Regions from separate parts of the Sus scrofa genome. Here all the other regions are linked to region 1. Evidence: chromatin contacts called from public Hi-C and HiChIP or PLAC-seq data. All regions are on one chromosome and are shown on one strand. Each heading gives the region's core, a stretch centred on a gene start, on an enhancer-like site or on the middle of the called end of the contact. The rest is flanking DNA. Distances are from core to core; before and after follow the strand shown. Region 1 overlaps LOC110260013 (a long non-coding RNA gene). Region 2 overlaps RTN4 (reticulon 4). Region 3 holds the start of RTN4 (reticulon 4). Region 4 has its middle 19 kb from the start of RTN4.

The links. Hi-C and Micro-C count contacts between places; a contact is called where the count stands out from the background. HiChIP or PLAC-seq counts read pairs in DNA pulled down with a chosen protein or histone mark.
Region 2: a Hi-C map of liver shows a contact between it and region 1, with 4 times the contacts expected there. The contact joins two enhancer-like sites. A contact is called at or near these places in 3 of 47 Hi-C or Micro-C datasets (embryonic fibroblasts and liver) and 1 of 2 datasets of contacts at active chromatin or transcription factors (alveolar macrophages).
Region 3: an H3K27ac HiChIP or PLAC-seq map of alveolar macrophages shows a contact between it and region 1. The contact joins the promoter of RTN4 here to the enhancer-like site in region 1. A contact is called at or near these places in 1 of 5 promoter capture datasets (liver), 21 of 47 Hi-C or Micro-C datasets (adipocytes, alveolar macrophages, blood and 12 more) and 2 of 2 datasets of contacts at active chromatin or transcription factors (alveolar macrophages and skeletal muscle).
Region 4: a contact with region 1 is called in an H3K27ac HiChIP or PLAC-seq map of alveolar macrophages. The contact joins two enhancer-like sites. A contact is called at or near these places in 19 of 47 Hi-C or Micro-C datasets (adipose tissue, brain, embryonic fibroblasts and 13 more) and 2 of 2 datasets of contacts at active chromatin or transcription factors (alveolar macrophages and skeletal muscle).

Annotation. Positions count from the first base shown.
Region 1 is chr3:86,060,757-86,066,473 of Sscrofa11.1, reverse strand. It overlaps LOC110260013 (a long non-coding RNA gene), which reads right to left. Exons shown (of 3, transcript XR_002342716.1): 1 at 2,260-5,717. Among named protein-coding and RNA genes, the nearest start is that of CLHC1, 71 kb to the right of the region's middle. Within about 2 kb of position 3,368, at least 36 of the 83 cell types and tissues checked have an H3K27ac peak or open chromatin away from gene starts, as enhancers often do. A contact at or near this core is called in alveolar macrophages, fetal liver, liver and 3 more, where this site is marked.
Region 2 is chr3:86,243,529-86,249,245 of Sscrofa11.1, reverse strand. All of the region lies in intron 3 of RTN4 (reticulon 4), which reads right to left. Among named protein-coding and RNA genes, the nearest start is that of RTN4, 31 kb to the right of the region's middle. Within about 2 kb of position 2,440, at least 10 of the 83 cell types and tissues checked have an H3K27ac peak or open chromatin away from gene starts, as enhancers often do. A contact at or near this core is called in liver, where this site is marked.
Region 3 is chr3:86,213,064-86,218,780 of Sscrofa11.1, reverse strand. It overlaps RTN4 (reticulon 4), which reads right to left and starts at 2,946. Exons shown (of 7, transcript NM_001129963.1): 1 at 2,743-2,946. The coding sequence starts at 2,776.
Region 4 is chr3:86,194,451-86,200,167 of Sscrofa11.1, reverse strand. It overlaps a transcript of RTN4 not described here. Among named protein-coding and RNA genes, the nearest start is that of RTN4, 19 kb to the left of the region's middle. Within about 2 kb of position 2,162, at least 3 of the 83 cell types and tissues checked have an H3K27ac peak or open chromatin away from gene starts, as enhancers often do. A contact at or near this core is called in alveolar macrophages, where this site is marked.

The DNA of each region.
Region 1 (5,717 bases), core at 2,119-4,618:
CTGGGTGCCCACGAAGGTGTCCTACTAGGAAATGAATGGTGTAGGAGGGTTGGTTATTAACTGACAAAGGAACAACAAAATGTCACACGCTCGGAGGAAATGGGTCCAGGACAGGGAGGCAGGACTAACTGAGGAGGGTTCTCCTTCAGGACAGGCTGCCAGAACTCTGAACTTCCCCACCATGCAGGAGGACCTCTTCTTCTTACCCTGAGGTTAATGTCCTGAGAGGACAGCCCCAGGGTTATTTTTTTGTTTCGTTTTTTTGTTTTGCTTTTTAGGGCCTCACCTGCAGCATATGGAAGTTCCCAGGCTAGGGGTTGAATTGGAGCTGCAGCTGCCAGCCTACCCTACAGCCACAGCAACTTGGGACCCGAGCCACATCTGCAACCTACACCACAGCTCTTGGCAACACCAGATCTTTAACCCACTGAGCAGGGCCAGGGATCAAACCCATGTCCTCATGGATACTAGTCGGGTTTGTCTCCACTGTACCGCAACAGAAACTCCGATCCCAGAGTTTAATAACCAAGCCATGTGTGCCTTTCTCCACGCTGGAGCCTAGCCTCCTACGTCCCTAGCAAGCAGAAGTTACGGAAAATGCAAAGTCTCCTCTGATGAATAGCATCCTATTAGCCCTGCTGATACAGCCCTACTGAGTGTATGCATCACACCTGCCTCTCTTCCCCTTTCCCTACCTCACAGAATGGGAAAGGGTTTTTCTGCTGAGCCCACAGCTGATGAGCTTCAAGGTGTTACATGACATTGAACACTGCATGGTTGCCATGGCACCCTGCAAGGCCACTCAGCTTCCTGTGCACACCCAGCCTGCAGCTTTTTAGGCAAAAAAAGGCAGAACATCATTAAGACTGGAAATAATGAGCAGGAGCATTGAAATCCCCCTTCAACCAATATATTCCTCATCGACCTCGACAAGCACCCAGCTTCCTTGTGTGCTCCCTGTCAACCCTGGAGAGCAGAGGTTAAAATAAAACCTCTAACAGGCAGGACTGGTGAATGGAGAAGAGCACTCAGAGCACCCTGCCAATCCATAAGGAGGAAAATAAGTCCCTGGCTCATGGCAGGTGTGCAATAAATATCTGTTCAATGTGTAAATGAATGAATAAAGGCAGCATGAGTATGTTTAGGCCTCTTGAGGGCCATTTACTGAAAAGACACAGTTGGTATTAATAATTGGTACACGTGATGTGTCATTTTCTGCCTTCCAAAATGCATTCTTGTGCTATCACACTTGGTCTCTGCAGCAAGAAATGGCACTAGGGCTGCTGGGCTGGGAAGTCATTTCTATCATGCTGTTGAGAAAACTAAGGCACAGAGAGGTGACCGAGCTGAGTGACCCAGACCCTTGGGGGAAGTCACTCCTGGGCGGGGAAGCTCTCTCCCACCTCCTCTGACGGCTCAGCCACAGGCCCTCCCCCACCCCCGGCAGGAGACTCGGGTGTGCGCTGAAGTTCTGTCCACGCCTCCACTCACTTGACGTCGATGATGAAATATTTATTTGGTGTAAGACCTTGCCCTTCAGATCAGATGGCCACTCTGGTCTGGATTTCCTTACAATAAAGTAGACCCGTTGTCAGTGTCTGCTGCCTGCTGCCCCCAGTTGCTGAAGGGCCGTTCCAGCTTGCACCTGAGCCATGGAGACCAGCTCCCCACCCCTAGCCTCTGGCAAGGAAGCAGAACCACCAGGAGGAGCCCTTTGTCCCCAGCCACAGCCCCTCCTTAGGACACATTGGTTTCTGGGTTTTCTGCTTCCCTTTCCTCCCTCAATGACAGCTCCTGGGAACCAACCTGATCTTCCTGCAAACCACTGCCACTGCCCACAGCAACCCACCAGATTCTCTCCCTGTAGGACTGCTGTTGAACCAAAGACAATCTTCTTACTTTGGGGAAACATTCAGGATAAAAAGCACAAACTGCACAGGCTGAAGAGAGTGGACAAATTGCCCACAGTCACTGTTGCAGGGACTTCCTGTCAGACTAATGTCTAGAGCCCCTTCGGCCTTAGGCTCCTAGTGATGGGTTTCAAAACACTTCCCTCTTCGCAGTTTACCAGCCCGAACACGCCATCAGGCACGTGTGTGCCCTGCACACGAGTTCTAGTATTCTGAGGAGCCCCACAGGCTCAGCCTGCTATAGAGTAACTTGGAGGATTAAATGAGATAACATGTAAGAAACGATATGAATGTAGCTAGAGGGGAATCAGGTTAGTTGTCAGTGCAGGGTTTTTCTCCATTGACTCACCTCCCTTGAAGAAGTCACCATTCCGGGCACCCTTGTGGGCCAGCTTTTGGTTTGGTCAGTGGGAGGCACCAGCAGGAATAAGGGGCAGGGATTTCCTCGCCACTCCTCCCTGCCAGCTGCCCTAGGTCTGGAGGCCCTCTCTCCACAGCTCCAGTCCCACAGGGTCAGGCACCCAGACTTCAATCTTCCCTCTGCACTCGGGCCTGAGGGGGTAATGGCTCCCACTGATACAAATCTCTGGGTATCTCAACATTCTATTATGTTCCCGTAACTCTGCCCGCGGCTCGGTTAATCCCTGTATTAGTCTTTCTATTTGAAGCACCTGAGATAAATTGTTTCCCTGCCAGGCCCCCAATGGATAAACTCAGAGACATCCACATCTGTGTCTAATCAGCTGAAAGGGCAGCCTTGGCCTCATTCATCACTGGGAGCAGAGAAATGACAGTGTCCTCGGCTGGTTAATGTATCTTCAATGCAGAGCTTCCAAGCCCCCCAGTAGAGCCAGCTGGCCCTCGCTGCCTCTTCTCTTCTAGAGGCAGTGGCCTAGCTGCACATTCTTATGAAGCAGCTCAGCGTGGGCTGCCAGCAATCTGACATCAGGATGGAAGAATACAGAGGCCTCAGAGGTTCTGCATTTTCTGGAATCTAATGATTCTGCTGACCCTCTGGTGTTTGGCAACAGCAATTTCAATTTCAAGATGCTTAAATCACTTCTTTGTTCTTTCTGCTGTGTAACTAGGGCATCACTATGAGTCTGAAGCAATTGCTGTTTGGGGTAGGCGTCTTTTATTGGGGGGAGGGAATTGTGTGGCTTGTTTTGGTGTTTTCCTTTTTCTGGAGAAGTAAAACCATGCACTTGGGAAAAGGGCAAGTTTGTTTGGGATCTTCTGCAGTAGGTCCACAGCTGACCCCCTTCTTCAAATGGTGCTGCTTCTGTCCTTTCTAACCTTACTTCCTCTTCTGGCTTCAAGGTGGGTGTCTCGTTAGGGAGCTCAAAGTCCTCTCCTCTTCTTTTCTATTTACCTCCCTCCAACTTCCAGGTAGTTGTATGCTTCACTGCCAAATGCCATTCAGGACATGCCCATTTATTGAAGGCTGGCCAGGTGCCAGGTGAGACACTGGACACCAGGGAAACAATGGTGACCAAACACTGTCCCTGCCTTCCAGGACCCGACAGCATAGCAAGAAGGGAAGAAAAAGTTCAGGGAATCAACAGGAGCACCCGGAGGGGGAAGAGGAGAGGGGCTCAAGGAGAGGGGCTCTGCCTCCTGACTCTGAGCATTCTAAGGCCCAGATCAGGTTCACAGCTAGCCTATTTTCCACACCTCAGAGGAAATGTGCTTCATAAATAAGTAACCACACCTGAGTTACTATGCAAATAAGCTCAGCTCAGCTCTTAAACAGCCAGGTTCACTTTTCCACTAGCCTTTCCGCTCCAGCTTCTCTGCTCTGTGCTATATTTATTCTGTGCAACCCATTTATCACAGTCTGTCATTACTGAAAGAGTGCCATCCTGGAAAAGAAAGGACAGTTTGAAGGGTCTTTACCTGGCCCCCCCTGAGCCCGAGTTCCTTTCAAGGGCCAACATTTACCCTGGCTCCCTCTGGTGCAAAAAACAAACAAAAGACAAAGGCTATAGAAAATACCAACAGTGATAATTAAATCCATTGAGACTGAGAAAAGGGGAGGGAGGCCAGTAGAAAGAAACCAGCAGGAACCCACTCTGGCTGCAGTGGACTCCCAGAGCATTTCAAATGCAGCTCCACCCAGCTCCAGATTCACCTTCACTCACATTACAGGAGAGCCTCACAGGCAGAAGCTAGGAGCAGCTGCAAGAGGGACTGTGAAGAATTTTCTAATTTCAGTTCAGGTTTCCAAAATGGTCTGGGGATTCTAAACCTCCACTCCCCCACACTCTCTAGACAAGGCCATAACTAATTCCCCACCTTGCATTTATTTGGGAAAGGAGGCTCCAGTCTTCCTTGTGGGTGCGATAGGAAGTGAAGACAAAGTAGGGAATCTGGCCCTCTTTTAGGTCCCATTTTCCTTTGTGAAAATCCTTCAAATCAAAAAGTCACTGAATACACTAAGAGATGTAGGGGATCACTTAGTCCAGTGAGCTCTCCTCGCTTTAGACAACTAATTCACTATATATTTTTCTTCCTTTTTGGCCGTGTCCATGGCATGTGGAAGTTCCTGTGCCAGGGATGGAACCTGCGCCACAGCAGCAACCCAAGCTGCTGCAGTGACAATGCCAGGTCCTTAACCTGCTGCACTGCAAGAGAACTCCTTTAGACAGCTAATTGAGAAAACAGGCTGTGATCAAAGTCTCACAAGCTCAGGGCTGAGCTAACCCAGGCTCCAGGCCAGCCACACCACTATCCTGGGAATTCATGCACAAGGTATTGGCAGAGGGGAGTACATGGCCACTAAGGGAATAATGGAAAAACTCCAAAGAAGAAGAAATCAACTGACATTTAGCTTGCCATCTAGGCTGGCTGTCACGAGGCTTAAATTGGAAGCAGGTGAATGCCTGATGAGTGCTAAAGGAGGGAAGTGAGGGAGGGGGGAAAGACATTTCAGAAACAACAGAATCTGACTCTGCATTTACTCTGTGTACAGGGGTGGCAAGGGTAGGACAGGGAACAAGAGTAAGAGACATATGTTCCTGGAGGAGGGACAATGCCTCTTCTATAAATAATAAAGGGTAAAGGCAAGTCTCAAACACAAGTAGAAGATAAGGAAGACTGCCTGTGGTGAACACAAAGATGCACCCCCAAAACCCCTTTCCTGAATGGAGGGTTTATTTCCCCACTTGATGGGAATGCTGCTGGAAGAAGACCCCCAGCTGCCAGCCCTCTTTGGGGAGTACCTGGGCTAAAGGAAGCTGCTCTGCCCAAGGTCATGCATTCTTCAGGTGGCAGCCCCCATCCAGTGAGTCATCCATAGGCGTATAAATGGCCGGGCCCTCTTACCCCAACTGGGGACACTTGAGAAGAGCCATCCCAGCCTCAGAGTTTTCTATGTGGTCTACTGAGTTCTTTGCTGGGATTTCTTCAGAGCTCACCTTCTCCCTCTGTCCAATCCTACTTTCTCCCCAGCCCATCTTGGTTGATACCAAAAGCGCCCCCTAGCGAGCAGCCTGTACACAAATCTCCAATCTCAGAATCAGCTTGGGGGAACCCAAGTAGCAACACCGCTTATCTAAGGAAAAACACAGAGCTCCACTGAAGGCACAGAGAGAAACTCCATCTGTTGAATGTGGCCAAGTAACTCACAACTGGGAAAGCACATGGCCCAAGCCCTGATTTAGAGAATAAAGTTAAGGCTCTGTCACCTCATCGCCATTCAAGAGCAAGAGCAGTGAGACTCAAGAAGCCATTCTTTCCCTTGCAGGACCACAGCCTACCTGAGGCAACCAGCCAGAATCAAGTTCAGGCAATTTTTAAAGACCTTTA
Region 2 (5,717 bases), core at 1,191-3,690, 180 kb before region 1:
TGCTAACACTAGAAAGGTATTATGCAAATTAGCTATTAAAACTGATTTTAAAATACTAACAAGTGATTCAAGATCTATATGACGGAGTTCCCGTCGTGGCGCAGTGGTTAACGAATCCGACTAGGAACCATGAGGTTGCGGGTTCGGTCCCTGCCCTTGCTCAGTGGGTTAACGATCCGGCGTTGCCGTGAGCTGTGGTGTAGGTTGCAGACGCGGCTCGGATCCCGCGTTGCTGTGGCTCTGGCGTAGGCCGGTGGCTGCAGCTCCGAATCGACCCCTAGCCTGGGAACCTCCATATGCCGCGGGAGCGGCCCAAGAAATAGCAACAGCAACAACAACAAAAGACAAAAAAAAGAAAAGAAAAAAAAAAAAAAAAAGATCTATATGAGCTGAATTATTCAGACATTAAAATTTCAGACATCTGAATAATCAATAATGGCTCAAGGAGACTAGATTTCAGATTTATTTTATTAAGCATTTTATTAAGGATTAGAGGCACTGTCTCCCCAGTGATACATGGTTTAACAGTCAGTGAGGACTCCTCAAACTTTTATGCCTATTAATAAAAACTGTCCATTATTTAGGCACTGCCTTCTTTATTTAACACAGACTAATATAGTTCTTACTATATTAGTGCCAGGCACTGTGTTAAATGCTTTACAAGTATAACTCATTTATTTCTCTTAACAACTCTAGGACATAGGTTCTGCTATCATTACCACAGCAGATGCAGATACCAAAAAATAGAAAAGTTTAATAACTTGCCCGAGTTCAGACTATACTGTCATAGTTCACTGTCCCTCCAGGGACTGGGAACTGCGGTGAACTGACTAAACTCTATTTTAGTAATCCTGGTCTCAAAATTTGGTTTGCTTTTGTTTTAAATTGTCGAATACAGCAGTTTAGGAAAGGCCTCATTTCTAAAAAGTGATTCCATTTTGAGAACTTCTCCATACTCATGAATGGCTGGACAAGAGGATTTCAAAGTTTTCTTCCAGTTCTGAAACCTGGTGACATCATATAGTAAAAGACTCAATGACATGTTCAAAGCAGTTCTTAAAGACTTATAAACACAAAGTCCAGTCCGGCCTTTATTAAGTATTCATCATTAGGAGTTCCTTTGCTTCTCATTAAAAGCCTTCATGTGTCTAGCAATTGCTCTGCCCTATTTAGTAGGTTACAAACATATGTATGTGATGCCACCCTCTACAGCCACTATTTAGGTACCAGTGAGACAGTATAAATGAAAAGAAGGAGAGGAAAGAGGAGTTAGCACATCCATCATCTAAAGCAGGGATCAGCAAACTTTTTCTGTAAAGAAAGATAGTAAGATAATAAACATTTTCAGTTTTGTGGGCTATAAGGGATCTCTGTTACCTATTCTTTGAATATTATCCTTTAAAAACATTAAAACCATTCTTAGCTCTCGGTTGTTTGCCGACCCTTGATCTAAATCATATCTTTGGCCACGTATTCATTCATTCACCAAATCTGACTGAATGCCCATGATGAGCTGGGTACTGAGCAGTAATGAAGGCATTCAAACTGAAAGAAGTATATTTACTGCAGCTTAGGAAGACACTTTGGATTCCTCCACCAAGTGTCATTTCTACAAATAGCAACGCTCTGGTTACTCCTACAACTGAATTTAATGTTCAAGTGAATAGATGTCAATTTTTTTTTTTTTTTTTTTTTTTTTGGTCTTTCGAAGGTGGTACACTTGGCATATAGAAATTCCCAGGCTAGGGGTCAAATTGGAGCTGTAGCTGCCAGCCTACACCACAGCCACACCAGATCCAAACGCCATCTTTGACCTACACCACAGCTCACTGCAATGCCGGATCCCCACTGAATGAGGCCAGGGACCAAGGCCACATCCTCATGGATACTAGTCGGATTCTTAACCCACTAAGCCACCACAGGAACTCCTGTGAAACGCACTTAACACTTGTCAATTGAAAATCAAAAAATTAAATGCTGTCCAGGTCTTAGCAACTGCTATGGAACCACTAGTAGAAAGGTTTAAAGCATGATTGCAATTAGCCTTTTCCCTCTCACATAGTTTTACAGACTCCTATTGCAGAAGCTAAATATAACTTCTGCACTTGAGCAAGTTTACCATAGAGCAACAGAGCTATTTTCATCCATCACCATCCCCAAGACTAAAGGGAAAAGAGTCAACCTTCTACACTGTAGAAGAAATTGCTTCAGCAATGAAAACCCTCTTATCATGACAAAATTCAGAAACTAACACACAAACAAAAAATAAGTCCTGATTTGGTCATTAAGTCACTGACAAGTCTGCACTTGAAATCCACAGAGATTTGTCTCTTGGAAGACATTCTTTCTAAAAGCCAGGCTATCCAGAGGTGAAGAGAATGGAGGGAAGCCTCGAATGTCTTTGAGGCCAGGCAGGTGACATAAATGCATGAGGGAGCCTGGGTGAGGACAAGGCAAGTAGATACATGCATTCTCCCTCTCAAGAAGGCATCCACAATCCAGCTCAGAGACTTGCAAAGCAAGTATTCCAGGCCAGTGTTGCCAAATATTCCCATTTTAACAGAGAAACTAGAAATTCACATTTTTATGTGCTATCACAGAATTTTTAAATGTTGTAGCTAAGTCTGGAGAAAATTTTACACCTCAGGAGCCCAAAACAAAAATCCTGGGCAAGGGTTTCCAGAAAACACACCATCAGAAGATAAAGGAGTAATAATTAAGAACTAGCATCTAACAACTGCAGGACTATTGAAACTGTTACATAATAACAGCAGCAACTAACAATTTTTCGAACATACATACATACATACTGTTGATCTCATCATAACCCCTAAATTTAAATACTGTTATTGTCCCCATAGAGAAAACCAAGACATAGATAGAAAGGTTAAACAAGTTGTCAGACCAGAGGTGACAGTGACCTCAGGTTTATTTGACTCCAGAATCTCTGCTCTGCTATCTGATAAAACCACCTACATAGTTAACTATTGATGGTCATGAATGTGCACATAATGATAAAGAGGCAGGGAAAAGGTCAATAAACATTTTAAACCTATAAATCCTACGCTATTCCATGGCAAATATTTGGCAACACTGTAGCCAATGCACGTTAACCGTGGAAGTCAAAGCTCATCTCTCTTTGGGCAGTAATGAGACTGAGGAAAGAGAGCCAAGTACGATCAAGGTCTAATAAATACTGGAAGAAGGCCAAGGGCCATGTCTTTGTCTTTTGTCCAGGGCCATTAGGGAATTCGATTTAAGTGTGTATCAAACATACCTCAATGAAAAGCTCTGCAGATATTTTATTAGATGGTGTCTCCATGGTGTGGGGGCAGGGGCATTTTTAAGGAAAATGGGAGGAGAGGACTTAACAAAATTTCAGAAAATACTTTGGCAATTCTGACATTTTCAAACCTTTTCTGAATTTTTAAACACTGAAAATTATTTGACTTTTGACATCTCCAGCCTCATTCATTAGTATCACACTCCTCTCTACATTTTCCTCAGTCCATTTCCTGTCTAATTTTTCTTCCCAGCCGAAGAAACCAGAAAGGAAACTGTCAAAATGTGTATGTTAATAAATGCCTTAGAGCCTGAGGGCTAGATTTTAATGTTCTTTTGGGTCAGTTATTTCTGGAGTTCAGGCCTCTTTTGCTCACTTTCAGATTTCAAACTGAATTCTGGAACAGTATGGTTTGCCTGATATTCAGACAACTACAGCTAGAAATTTTCTACAATTTTAACATCTATTTTCACTCAAAGTCACAGAACTCCTATGTTAAAGAATCCAGTCTTTCATCACTCAAAGCCACATGATAAAAAAATAAGAATTTTTCCCTTGGAGTTCCCCTCGTGGCTCAGGGTTAACGAATCTGACTAGGAACCATGAGGTTGCAGGTTCCATCCCTGGCTTCGGTCCGTGGGTTAAGGATCCGGTGTTGCTGTGAGCTGTAGTGTAGGTTGCAGACGTGGCTCAGATCCCACGTTGCTGTGGCTGTGGTGTAGGCCGGCAACTGTAGCTCCAATTTGACCCCTAGCCTGGGAACCTCCATATGCCACGAATGCGGCCCTAGATAAGACAAAAAAAAAAGAAAAAAGAAAGAATTTTTCCCTAAAACACATCTGGTTTTAGTATCTAGTAAATGAAATTATAGACTTTTTTTCTTGAGGTTTTAAGATTTCAAAAGGTAGACCCCCCTGCCCAATAAAGCTTAAAGCCTTACTCAAGAAGTCCTAAAGCTGAACCCAGTGGAGATTTTCATTGCTTTTCTTTTTTTTTTTTTCTTTCTTTTCTTTTTTTTTTAATCAGGGCCGCACCCACGGCATACGTAGGTTCCCAGGCTAGGGGTTGAATCAGAGATACAGCTGCCAGCCTGTGCCACAGCCATGCCAGACCCAAGCTGCATTTGCAACCTACACCACAGCTCATGGCAATGCCGGATTCTTAACCCACTGAGGGAAGCCAGGGATCAAACCTGCAACCTCATGGTTCCTAGTCAGGATTTGTTTCTGCTATGCCACAACGTGAACTCCTGCTTTTCCTTTATGAAGGGGTCAGGGAGAAGTTACTGGGGGAAAAACTACAGCCCATGGTGTACAGCTTAAAGCCACAGTTTTTAAAAACTGTGATTCTCCAAGCAGTACCCTTAGAAAATTAAGTCACAATTTAAGGGGATGGGACCCCCACCCCTTCCCCTTCTCAGGTATCAGTACATTTTACAGCTCCCCAGAAGTTCCAATGTGCAGCCAAGACAGAACTAGTGCTTTAATATAAGAGACCCTATCAAAGAGGCCTTAAACAGAAGGTCAGTCACTGAAAGGGAATTAAATCTTAACTAGGTTGTTTAAATTTGTTCGACTATCTTACACTAGTTTTCTGGTGGTAATGGGTGTTATTTAAACAAGGTTGACAAATATCACTAGGTTAAATAAAGTGATCTAGCCTCTTTCTGACTTCTCAGAGACTAATAAAGTACTGTACACTAGGTTCTCCAAGAAAAGGACACGTATACAGCTTTCACAGCCTAATTTTACTAAGAACATTCCTCCTTTACTTCCCTTTCATTTATTCTCTTCCCCTCGCCTTCTGTCTGGCACTCAATGGAACAAACCCACCTTAAAACAAATCCTGAGGACTTCAAAACGTTTGGCTGTGGTAAAATTTTATACTAATGTTTAAAATAAGTCCTAGTGAAAGGAAATGGAAATATTTTGTTAGTGATTTTTGCCCATGTTTGACTAGAATTAATCTTTTTGGGAAATGGATTTTTGCTCAATCTATGGACACTTGAAATCTTTTCTAGGATTTAGAAGCTTGCAGTTAAGTGCAAAGGAGCAAAACAAATGGAACAATTACAGTTGACCTTTGAACAACATGAGTTTGAACTTCACAGGTCCACTTGTCAGCAGATTTTTTTCAAAAGTAAATACTATAGTGCTACAGGTCCACAGTAGGATGAATCCATCAATATGGAACCAGGGATACCAGAGGGACTGCAGATACAGAGGAACCTCGGATAAGGAAGAACTGTGGATCTACAGAGCCTGCTACAAGTTACATACAGATTTTCAACTGTGTGAGTGTGTGTGTGTGTGTCATTTTAAGAGTCAACTGTATGAAAGAATTTAAAAGGAGAGATCTGCAGAACATGTCTTATTTTTATTTGTCCAAGGCAAGCACCAAAAGGAGACCTAGACCAGGCACAAGAGTAACCACC
Region 3 (5,717 bases), core at 1,697-4,196, 150 kb before region 1:
AGGCTCTTTATTTCCTTTATAATAAAATCCAAAACCCAATGACTTCTGCAATCTGGTTCAGGGTATCTTTTTAAAAACCAGAAAACATCAAAACGGGAGCTTCAGAAATCACGCAAAAGAGGAAACTGAAGACCAAAAAGGGTAAGTCTCTTACTCAGACCAAAATCAAATTAAACTAGAAAAAAGAAACTTAAACACTTAAATTTGCCTGATTATAACATGAATTACAACAGGGTGCTGAATACAGTGCCACATTCTTCCCCTGTAAATTCTGATTTGGTAGATCTGAAGAGGATCACAGCAATCCATATTTTTAAAAAGCACTAGGTGAGTCTCATCTTCAAAGAAGTTTGATGAAACCTAACCTAGATCTTGCAAATCTTCTATACTCTTAGATCATATCAACTTATCTTTCAACTACTATCCTATAAAGATTCTTTTCTACCCAAAAAGCTGTATTCACTGTCTCAAAAATACCTTGTTTAGTGGTTACATCATTCTCCCCCGACCCAAATGCCTAAACCTATCATTCCTTTCTATTTTAAGTGCTTCAAAAATCTTTTGACCTGTCTTAATCAATGCTTCCCATATAACCCAAAAAATCAAGTATGACATAGATTTAATTTGTTTTTAATATCCTGCTAACAACAACAGGAAATTCAAGAAGAAAAATATGTAAAAGAATATCAATTATTAATGTTGGTCTTAGCCTGAAAGATAAATGCTTTAAATACTAGCCATTCGGCCAAAAACAACCCAATGTTTAAAAAACACTGAAATCAGAGTATCTCTCACTTCTTTTATACCTTCATATGCTACCATCATCAGATGACTGAATGTGTTTCTACCATGGCACTTAGAGGGTAGAGGGGTGGTAAAGAAAGCAGCAGGGAAAAAAAAAATGGCCTTAAGTTTTTTTGTTTTGTTTTTTAATATACCTAGAGAGCTTAGATTAGATACTTTCCTCTATTGTTACACTTTTCATAAAACGAGAAAAAACTCATTCCATGGCAGCTTCAGCTTCTCACTGATTTCCATTTATGCTGTAATCTATAATCTACAACATTAAAATTAGCTGCTGATAAAGAGAATACTAAAATAAACCTTAACCAATGAATCAGAAAGAGTCTTTCCAAGCAAAAAAAGCCAAAGACAAGCATTAAAAAAAAAAAAAAAAAAATCAAGCCACTTCACTTACAAAGTGAGCCTCCCCAGAGATATTTAAGAGTAAATTTGATTTTATATTTAGTATCTAAAAATAATCAAAATAAATCTTTGGTATAATATGCACTATACTGGATCTTAATTTCTCCAGTCTCAAAATATCCTTAAATTAGTTGAGTACATAAAGAATTTAAGATGTTATTAAATGGACTAAGGTTCAAATTACAAATACAGAGCCTAAAAAGTTGCAGAATAGGCCCAGATGTGACTTTTCGCCTATTTTTTAAAGCCTATATTCCCTGTATTGTTAGCACTACTATCATTTTTACTAATCAAAAACTAGTGTAGCAATTCACCTTTCACTTTGTAATGCTAATGGTCAGAAAGATGAAGAAATAAAAATCCTTCTCTTCATTAAATTCACACATAAAAAACCATAGAGATAAAAATCCAAAGACGTATTATTTTCTGTTCTTTAAATTGTAACTATAAAAGCTTTCCAATGTCTCAATATGAACAAGATTAAGCTCATGTTTTCCCCACAATACTTTATTGAACAAATTTTTAAAAGAATACTGTAAAGGTTACTGTAATTAGCTCCACAGATTGCTTTTAGAAACATTATCACCAACCCTGCTAAAATTCTGCTATAGAAATAAATAATGTTTTAAATTATAAAACTTGAACATGGCCAAAAAAAAAAAAACTGCTTGTGTGGAATGTCTAGTTGGACTACTTAAAAATAGCTCTAATAATTTTTAAGACAATTTATTGTAACGCCAGGTATACAGTCTACTACCTTCCCTTTTTCTTAAAATGGCACATTTAACCACTGACATAATAAAATATTTTTTAAATATTCATTACACTTATGCGCTTAAATTCTTACACAATCCCGATCCACTGAGACTTGAAAGGATCTGGGCTTTCAAGGGGGAGGAAAAGGGATCAAGATCACTGATTGGTTATTACAAGGACAAGGGTTAGTGACTTAAATATAGACACACATTTAAAACTACCATGTATACATTTTAACCATTTTAAGATATACAAAATTATAATCTAATTAAAAGGCCACTGGTAGTAACTTCAAAGATTTAATAATAAGATTTCCAAAGAAGAAAACGAGCTTATTGTAAATGCAAGATCTTGCTACCTACAGACCTTTGGATAGAATTTCAACCATTCCGAGAGTCAGCTTTTTAAAAAAATAGTCACAGAAAATATGTCATTATGAAATACAAAGATGGAAATGTAGATTCATCACACCAAAGTGACCAACAAATGAAATATGTTAAAACTAAACAGTTTACAATGTGCAATATTAAAGAATAGAACCTAATCAAAGATCGGAATGCAGAGACTAAATCAAATGCCAGTGAAACAGAACAGCATGACATTTTCTCATACATAACCAAATGCAAAAACATTTGAAATAGCTCTTTTAACTCTTTACTCTTAAACCTTCCACAGGCTTCATTTGCAATCCAAAATATATCTAAATGGCAAAGCTTATTCATAGAAATATTTTGTTGGTTACATAAAAAAAACTGAATAAAGGTTAAAAAGCAGATATACCCTTGTCCTTCCAATTTTTCTTCTGACCGTCCATCTCTTGTCACGATCTGCCCTCCAGATGCAATTATCAATTATGCATACCAACAGAAAAGCTGTAACTGCAAAAATCTACCCCCTGAGACATGAAATATGTTTCCTCAACCGAAGTCTGCAGTCTCCTCTGCTGCACAACTGCAGTCACCTGACGCCTTCTGGGTGTGGAGCAGTCTGACGCAGTGCAATCTGTAACTAGGCTACTAATACTCAGGCACTACCGCCTTCTATCTGTTTATTGTTCTAGTCTTTTGCTTGTTGCTCAGACCAAACAAAGCTACTTTTGCAGGGGGAGGGGCAAGCTACCAAAAGAAAGAAAAGGGGGTTGTTCTGGCAGAGTTAAGCATTGTATATACTTGAAATACACTTCAAGCCATGTGCAGTTTTTTTTTTGTTTTTTTTTTTTGACAGGGGAATTTACTGATGGTTTTCAGCTTCATTTAAAACTTTAAAATCAATAGTTACCTGATAAGATAAAAATGGACTGATCCAAAGAAGGGTAATAACTTAAATTTCAAGTCTGGTAAATGCTGAGTCTCTTACTTGCTTCTAAATAATCAGCATTTTGCACCCTTATAAGGAAGGGCATGACAGGAGAATCATGAAGTCAAATTATTAATATTTATTGAATATATGTTAAATTTCAATAGAAAAAAATTATATTCAATTTTAGCAGTTGAATACATATTTCTAACGTAATATTATTTTTTTCTTCTGTTACAACTATGGAAATCCAGAGACTTGCAAATATATACTTATTCTTATCACCTGCTCCAACTCAATCTTTCAATAAATATCTATTAGACACCACTGCAGGTACTATTAATAGACTTGGCTTGAGGAGAAATATTCATGTGCTAATTATATCATTTGCTTTGGGAAAAGGATATAATAACAAGCTAAAATTTTACTGATAAATACAAAGACAAATCCATAAAGAATTCCTGAAATTTTTGTTCAAATTTATGAAACTGGCATTCATTCCAGTGCAAAATATTAAGTCTTTACTAATGTTTCACAACTGGTTTAACTGATGGTTTACTGGTTTAATCATTAATCATTAAGCAGAAACATATAATGACAAATCAGCGAAAATATCTTCAAATGTGCGATATATTGAAGTATCATAAGATATGCAGCCTAAGGACGAAAGTACATACTTCGTAAGACTATACAGGTACACTTGAAATAGGTATAGTATTTTTTGGAACTTCCCATAAAACTGTGTAGGCTGCAAAACTCTGCAAAATCCTTCATATCAGAAGCAGCCTGAATATCAAGGGACTCAGTTCTTTGCCTCTATGCCTAAATGCAAACATAAATAAAGCGGAGCAATTTTTAAAGAGCGTCTAGTATTCTCAGTTCAAAAGTTAATATTTAACTTTATTCACTGAACCCCTGCAAAATGTGGTATTTGAGAACACTGTCACCAACTCATATCATGGCTGAGAATGTCTGGCCTCTCCATGCAACAGTTAGAAATCCCAAACTAGGCAGTAAATACATAATATTTCCAAAACAGTATTTCCTAATAATGAATCCCTTAAGGCTGAAGGCCAATAAATACTTTAGCATTAGAATAACACACTCAAAAACAGCACCCAAACACTGTTTTCAAATCAGAGATTACTACACTAATAAAAGGGGGGTGGGAGGAGATTTCTTGAAGCAAAGGTATTACCATTCATGTTATTCACATTTTCTGGTACTGGACTAGGTTCAATAATTTTTAAAAATCATCTGAGCGAATAAGAATGTGTAAATTCATTTACCTAAACACTAAATATACTTAATAGCTCCCCTGGCAGATTAAAAAGTCAAACTAGGAGCCCTGAAATTTAATCTTATATATAGCAATATCTAATTTTTTTAATTTTTATCATCTTGGGAATTCAGGCTATTATATTAAGTTACAGGGAAAATTAGCTAAGATAAATCAATTGACATTTTGCCCATTTCTTTCCTAGAAAGTTTTAAAACTAAAGTTGTTTTAAGCTTGGTAATCTAAGAGAAATGTGGTTAAATTTGAAAATCTTGATGAGACAAATGTGCTAAAAAGGTAAAGTCATCGGGCTAGGCTTATTGTACTAGGAGGAGCAAATAAATGACTTAGTGTATGCAAAAGACCTTAGGACAGTGCCCTACAAAAAGTGACCCTGTGCGCTAGCTGTTTACTAGTAAACTACAAGGAGACAAAGTCTGTAAAACACATATAAGAAAGTGCATATATTATGCCATTCAGTCTAGGCAATAACACAATAACCTCTCTGAACAGAAGAACCCCTCTACACACACACAAACTATGGTGCCAGGCTATCTGGTTCCATTCTCCCCCAGCTGAGAAAAATTTATCTTTGGATAGTTTATAGGTCCTATTTCATATCAAATCTCAATAGGCAAACAATGAACACAAATCTGTTTTTTAAAAAACCCTCCATTTATTTTGTTTTCCTTCAAGTATTTAACATTTTGTTTAATGAATGAAAAATTATTCCAAGGATTATTTCCAAACAGAGCAGATACATACCTAGTTGATTATTTTGGATAAGGAACCTATTTTCCTCCCTTAAAAGTAAAGGCTTCCAAAGGGGGGGACCACAGAAGATCCCTTCATTTACAATGCGAGCAAATAAAAGTGCTATTTGAATTCTAAGTCCTACTGTGTATTATGTATAGGGGGTAGGAGGAGGGTTATCCTTCTTCTCCTGAACTCAAAATCAGCCTAACAGAGAACTTCTGAAATAAAATTTCAGAGTTCATGATTGGCAACTTCCCATTCCTTCATGTCCACATAACCCAGTACCTCCCCTAGCATGTCAAAACCCAACACCCCAAACCTCCTCAAGCATATCCCTAATTCCTTTCCAAAAGGCTATCAGGCTCTAAAACTACATACACTTTATGTTTCTCTTCTCTCATATCTCAAATCAAAACTCTCATTT
Region 4 (5,717 bases), core at 913-3,412, 130 kb before region 1:
ACCCACAAAACAAATACTGCATTTCTAAAGGTACTTAGAAAAAAAATCCAGAAGAGGTCACTACCATTTGGTCTTCAAGAAGAGGGTTGCTCAGAGACTCCTACTAAGGCCCATCATGAATCATGGACTCAAACTGCCTGTCCAAATCCCAGATCCATCACTTATAACTGTGTAATCCCGGGAGTTTCCGTTGTAGCTCAGCAGTTAACAAACCCAACTAACATCTACGAGGATGCGGGTTCAATCCCCGGCCTCGCTTAGTGGGTTGGAGATCCAGTGTTGCCGTGAGCTGTGGTGTAGGTCGCAGACGCGGCTCACAACCCGTGTCCCACATTGCTGTGGCTGTGGTGTAGGCTGGTGGCTTTAGCTCTGGTTGGACCCCTGGCCTGGGAACCTCCACATGCCCCAGGTGTAGCCCTAAAAAGACATAAAACAAAAAAAAAAGTGTAACCCTGAGAAAGTTATTATTTACTTAGCCTTTCCGTGCTTAATTTCCTCATTTGTAAAATAAGAATATTAGTACCTACCTCAAAATGTTTTGAGAGGGAAGGGGAAGAGGAAAGGAAAAAGAAACAATTTGCCACAAGTTAGAGATCTAGGAGGCCAGAGAGCCAGGATTTAAAGAGGTCTATCTCCCAAGTTCACATGTTTTATCATCTGAGAGATGGGTTTATGTACAAGCACAATTGTAAATTCTTCTTACTTTATCAGCCCTGTAAGTTTGGTCTTCTGAAAAAAGATAAACTGCTACCCAGCAAATATCCCGTAATTATCCAAAATATCTGACTGCTTGCTTCTACTGCACAACACAGTAACATTTACAGAGACATTAATGCTGGCCAGGTACCTTTATTTCAGATGGTCTCTTAATACTGAAAACTATGCTGCAAAATAGCTATTATTGTTATCTTCATTTCACATATAAGGAACAAGAGGCATAAAAAGGCTAAGTAATTCCCCTAAAGTCACAAAACAAAAAAGCAATGGATCTGAGATTGAATCTGGAGAGATTTACAAATCCATGCTCTTTTCTTTTTTTTCTCTCTTTTTTTTTTATTACTCAAATGAATTTATCACATCTGTAGTTGATCATAACAATCTGATTTCACAGGATTTCCATCCCACAGCCCAGGCACATCCCCCCAATCCCCAAACTGTCTCCTCAGGAGACCATAAGTTTTTCAATGTCTGTGAGTCAGCATCTGTTCTGCAAAGAAGTTCAGTCTGTCCTTTTTTCAGATTCTACATGTCAGTGAAAGCATTTGATGTTGGTGTCTCATTGTATGGCTGACTTTACTTCATGCTCTTTTCTTTAACCACTGTGCAACACTTCCTTTCGTAGACTTTACTATATAAATGTAAGAATTTGAAAATGACTAATAATACTAAGTACATTAAAAGAAAATGTTGATCAATCTATACCTATACCTATAACTATACCTGTAACTACACTATACCTATAATAAAAGCTACCAAATTCTAAGGCTAAAACACCTAAAATTACCTATTTCTTATTTGGAAAAAAATTAGATTTTAGATTTTTCTGTAAAATCTTGACTTTCACAAGTGAATAAACTATTCCATAATCAGAGATCCTATATTCAGTAAAAACTACAACATTCTGAATTACTGAAATATGTTAATATATACCCTTACATTATTGGGCTTACAAAAAAAGGCAAACAACTCCCCGTCCTTCTACGGTCTACTCATAATGCCAAAATTCTAACTACTGAATGAAATTAAAACCTTAGTCATCAGTCTCATTTGTGTTATTTGAACAGTCAGAAGAAATAATATTTATTTAAATATTACTTAAATATTAAGGATTTAATTATATCCACGCTAAGTAAAAACATAATGACAAATTTCCCGCAAAAAAAATTCCAAAACCAGTTTTCACTAAACAACAGGCAAAAGAGAAGCCAAAATTCTCTCCTCTATAGCTACCAAATTATTATTTCTAAAAGTATAATTTTATATATGTTTTGCTCAAAAATATTTAAAAGCTCCTGGTTATACACTGAATTACACCAAAAACACTTAGTCAGATACATAAGGCCCTGTATCATATGGCCCCAATTTAACTGTCTAAACTCCTCGCAAGTCAGCTATGCTAACCAAAGTTCTTCATAACCAAATCCAGGCCTCTCCCTCCTGCATATTCAAATGTTGACATCTAGTAATGCTCAATCTCACCATATTCAGCCTAACTTCCTTTCTAAAACATATTCATCCTTAACTTATTTTTATCTTCTACCACATTTCCAGTTATGTAAGCTCAGATTATTAAGTAACTTATTGTTTATCTTCTACCACATTTCCAGTTATGCAAGCTCAGAATATTAAATAACTAACTCACATAGCTTAGTTATTGACAAAGCTAGAAAATTATAATTGAACTCCATCACTACAGGTATACATTTATTTCCTTATTTGCATCAATAAATGAATAGTATCACTTGAACTACCTATAATGACAGTATGAAAGATGAGCACTATTCACAAAACAGCTTTTTCCAAATGAACTACTCCTCATGTTGGCCTTAATACTAGATTCTTTTCCTTTCTAAACCTAAAATTAGAATGCAAGTTTAGACTAATTGCTTCAGGGCTACAAACTTTGAATGCTAACTACTTCTATTACATAAAAATCCATTTCAAAATTAACATTCACCGAAGAGATTTCTTCAGGTAAATCACTTTTTTAAAAAGTAAAAATGGCATATTAGTTTTGAATTTATTACTGGTCAATTCAAAAATTACATATGCTATCACAACCTCACCAATGCCCACATACTCTTATACTATTTTCCTTGACATGTTCATTTCAAAACCTGTTTATCAATCAAAAATATAAATGGTCAGTAAAATGATATCTAATTTATAAAATACGGAAAATAAATTGTGTTTTAGAATCATAGAGAAGAATATCTGCTTCCAGCTATGGGAGTAATTTTCCAACATAAATGACTGTGAAACTAGGCAAAATATGTAAGGCAACTGTCCTAAGACATTGTACTGCAGGCAGTACAGGTATATGATTTTTCAGAAGAGGGACACAAACCAGAGGAATGCCCTGGCTTTCTGTGTAAAGGTACTTTCTGTCAATAGCACATGGAAGAGGAGCCCAAGAATACTTCACTCTTCCTCTTGCTGAGGAAGCTTTTGAGTTGTGTGGGATTTGTGCGGCAGGGTAACATACAAAGGAAAACTTCAAAGAAAAGGACCTCCAGAGAAAGTGGACAGGTGCATGCAAATCAATGAAATTAGAACACACCCTCACGCCATGCTCAAAAATAAACTCAAAATGGCTTAAAGACTTAAACCTAAGACATGACACCATGAAACTCCTGGTAGAGAACATAGGCAAAAACTCTTTGACATAAACTGTATAAATGTTTTATGTCAGTTTCTCAAGGCAATAGAAACAAAAAGAAACAAATGGAACCTAATAAAATTTACAAGCTTCTGTGCAGCAAAGGAAACCATAAACAAAACAAAACAAAACAAAACAAAAAAACCCCGCCTACAGAATTGGAGAAAATGATGCAACCAACAAGGGTTTAATCTCCAAAATATACAAACAATTCATACAACTAAACAACAAAAAAACAAACAATCAAAAAATGGACAGAAGACTTTAATAGACACTTCTCCAAAAAAGATACACAGATGGCCACCAAGTACATGAAAAGATGCTCAACATCACTAACGATTAGAGAAATGCAAATCAAAACTACAATGAGGTACTTCCTCACACCAGTCAGAAGGGCCATCATTAATAAGTCTACAAACAGCAAATGCTGGAGAGAGTGTAGAGAAAAGGGAACCCTCCTACACTGTTGGTGGGAACGTAAACTGGATATTCTGAAGGTCAGACTGTGCTGGAAGACTTGACCTAAAAGTTTTGGCATGTCAAAATGGAGAAATCTCATGAACACCCAAGCATAAAAATGAGATTCCAGAAAGGGCACACCTTAAAAGTGGGACTTCTGTAACGCTAAAGTAAGAGATTCTACAGATCAAGAGCCAGCAAAATATGGCTCATGGGCTAAAGTTGTATTGGAAGAAAGTCATGTCCGTTCATGTGATGTATTGTCTATGGCTACTTTTGCATTGGAAGGGCAAAGATAAGTCGTTAACCCACTGCACCACAGTCGGAACTCCTGAATACTCTTAATTTTAGACTCTTTCAAAGAAAAAAAACAACCACACATACAGCTGAGTTAATTTATAAAACACTACTGCATTTATCTTGGCAGATTCACTTCTCTCCTATTTTTTTTTAATTGAAGTATAACTGATGTTGGGTTAGTTTCAAGTGTAAAGCAAAGTGATTCGGTTTTTTGTGTTTTTGTGTGTGTATGTATGTGTGTGTGTATACACACACACAATCTTCGCAGATTCTCTCCCCTTATAAATTATAAAATATTGAGTGATATACAGTCCATGTTGGTTATCTATTTTATATAGAGTAGTGTGTATATATTAATCCCAACCTCCTAATTTATGCCTCCCCCACCCCCTTCCCCTTTGGTAACCATAAATTTGTTTTCTATGTCTATGACTCTATTTCTAAACAAGTTCATTTGTATCGTTTTTTTCCCAGATTCCACATATAAGCAATATCATATGAGATTTGTCTTTCTCTGTCTGACTTAACTTCATTTAGTATGATAATCTCTAGGTCCATCTATGTTGTTACAAATGGCATTGTTTCATTTTTTTATGGCAAGTAATATTCCACTGTATATATAAACCACATTTCTTTTATTCATTCCTTGTTGATGGACAGTCAGGTTACTTCCATGTCTTGGCTATTTTAAGTAGTGCTCCAAAGAACATTAGGGTGCGTGTATCTTTTCAAATTATGATTTTTCTCCAGATAACACACTCAGAAATAAGACTGATGGATTATAAATATGGCAGTTCCATTTTTTAGTTTTTTAAGAAACCTCCATACTGTTCTCCATAGTGGCTGCACCAATTTACATTCCCACCACCAATGTAACAGGGTTCCTTTTTCTCCACACCTCTCCAGCATTTATTATTTATAAACTTTTTGGTGATGGCCATTCTGACCAGTGTGAAGTAATACTTCATTGTAGTTCTGACTTGCATTTCTCTAATAATTAGCAATGTTGAGTATCTTTTCATGTGCCTTTGGCAATCTATATGCCTTTTTTGAAGAAATATCTATTGAGATCTTTTGCCCATTTTTGATTGAGTTACTTGTTTTTTTGATATTGAGAGTATGAGCTGCTTATATATTTTGGAGATTAATCCCTTGTCAGTTACATTGTTTGCAAATATGTTCTCTCATTCTGTAGACTGTCTTTTTGTTTTGTTTATAGTTTCCCTTGCTGTGAAAAAGCTTTTTAAGTTTAATTAGGTCCTAGTGTTTATTTTTATTTCCACTACTCTAGATGAGTCCAAAAATACACTGCTGCAATGTATGTCAAAGAGTGTTCTGCCTATGTTTTCCTCAAGGAGTTTCATAGTACCTGGACTTACATTTAGGTCTTTAATCCATTTTGAGTTTATTTTTCTGTATGGTATACGACAATAGTCTATTCTCATTCTTTTACAAGTAGTTGTCAGTTTTCCCAAAACCAGTTATTGAGGAGACTGTCTTTTCTCCATTTTATCTTCTTGCTACTTTCGTCATAGATTAACTGACCATAGGTGTATGGGTTTATTTCTGGGCTTCCTAT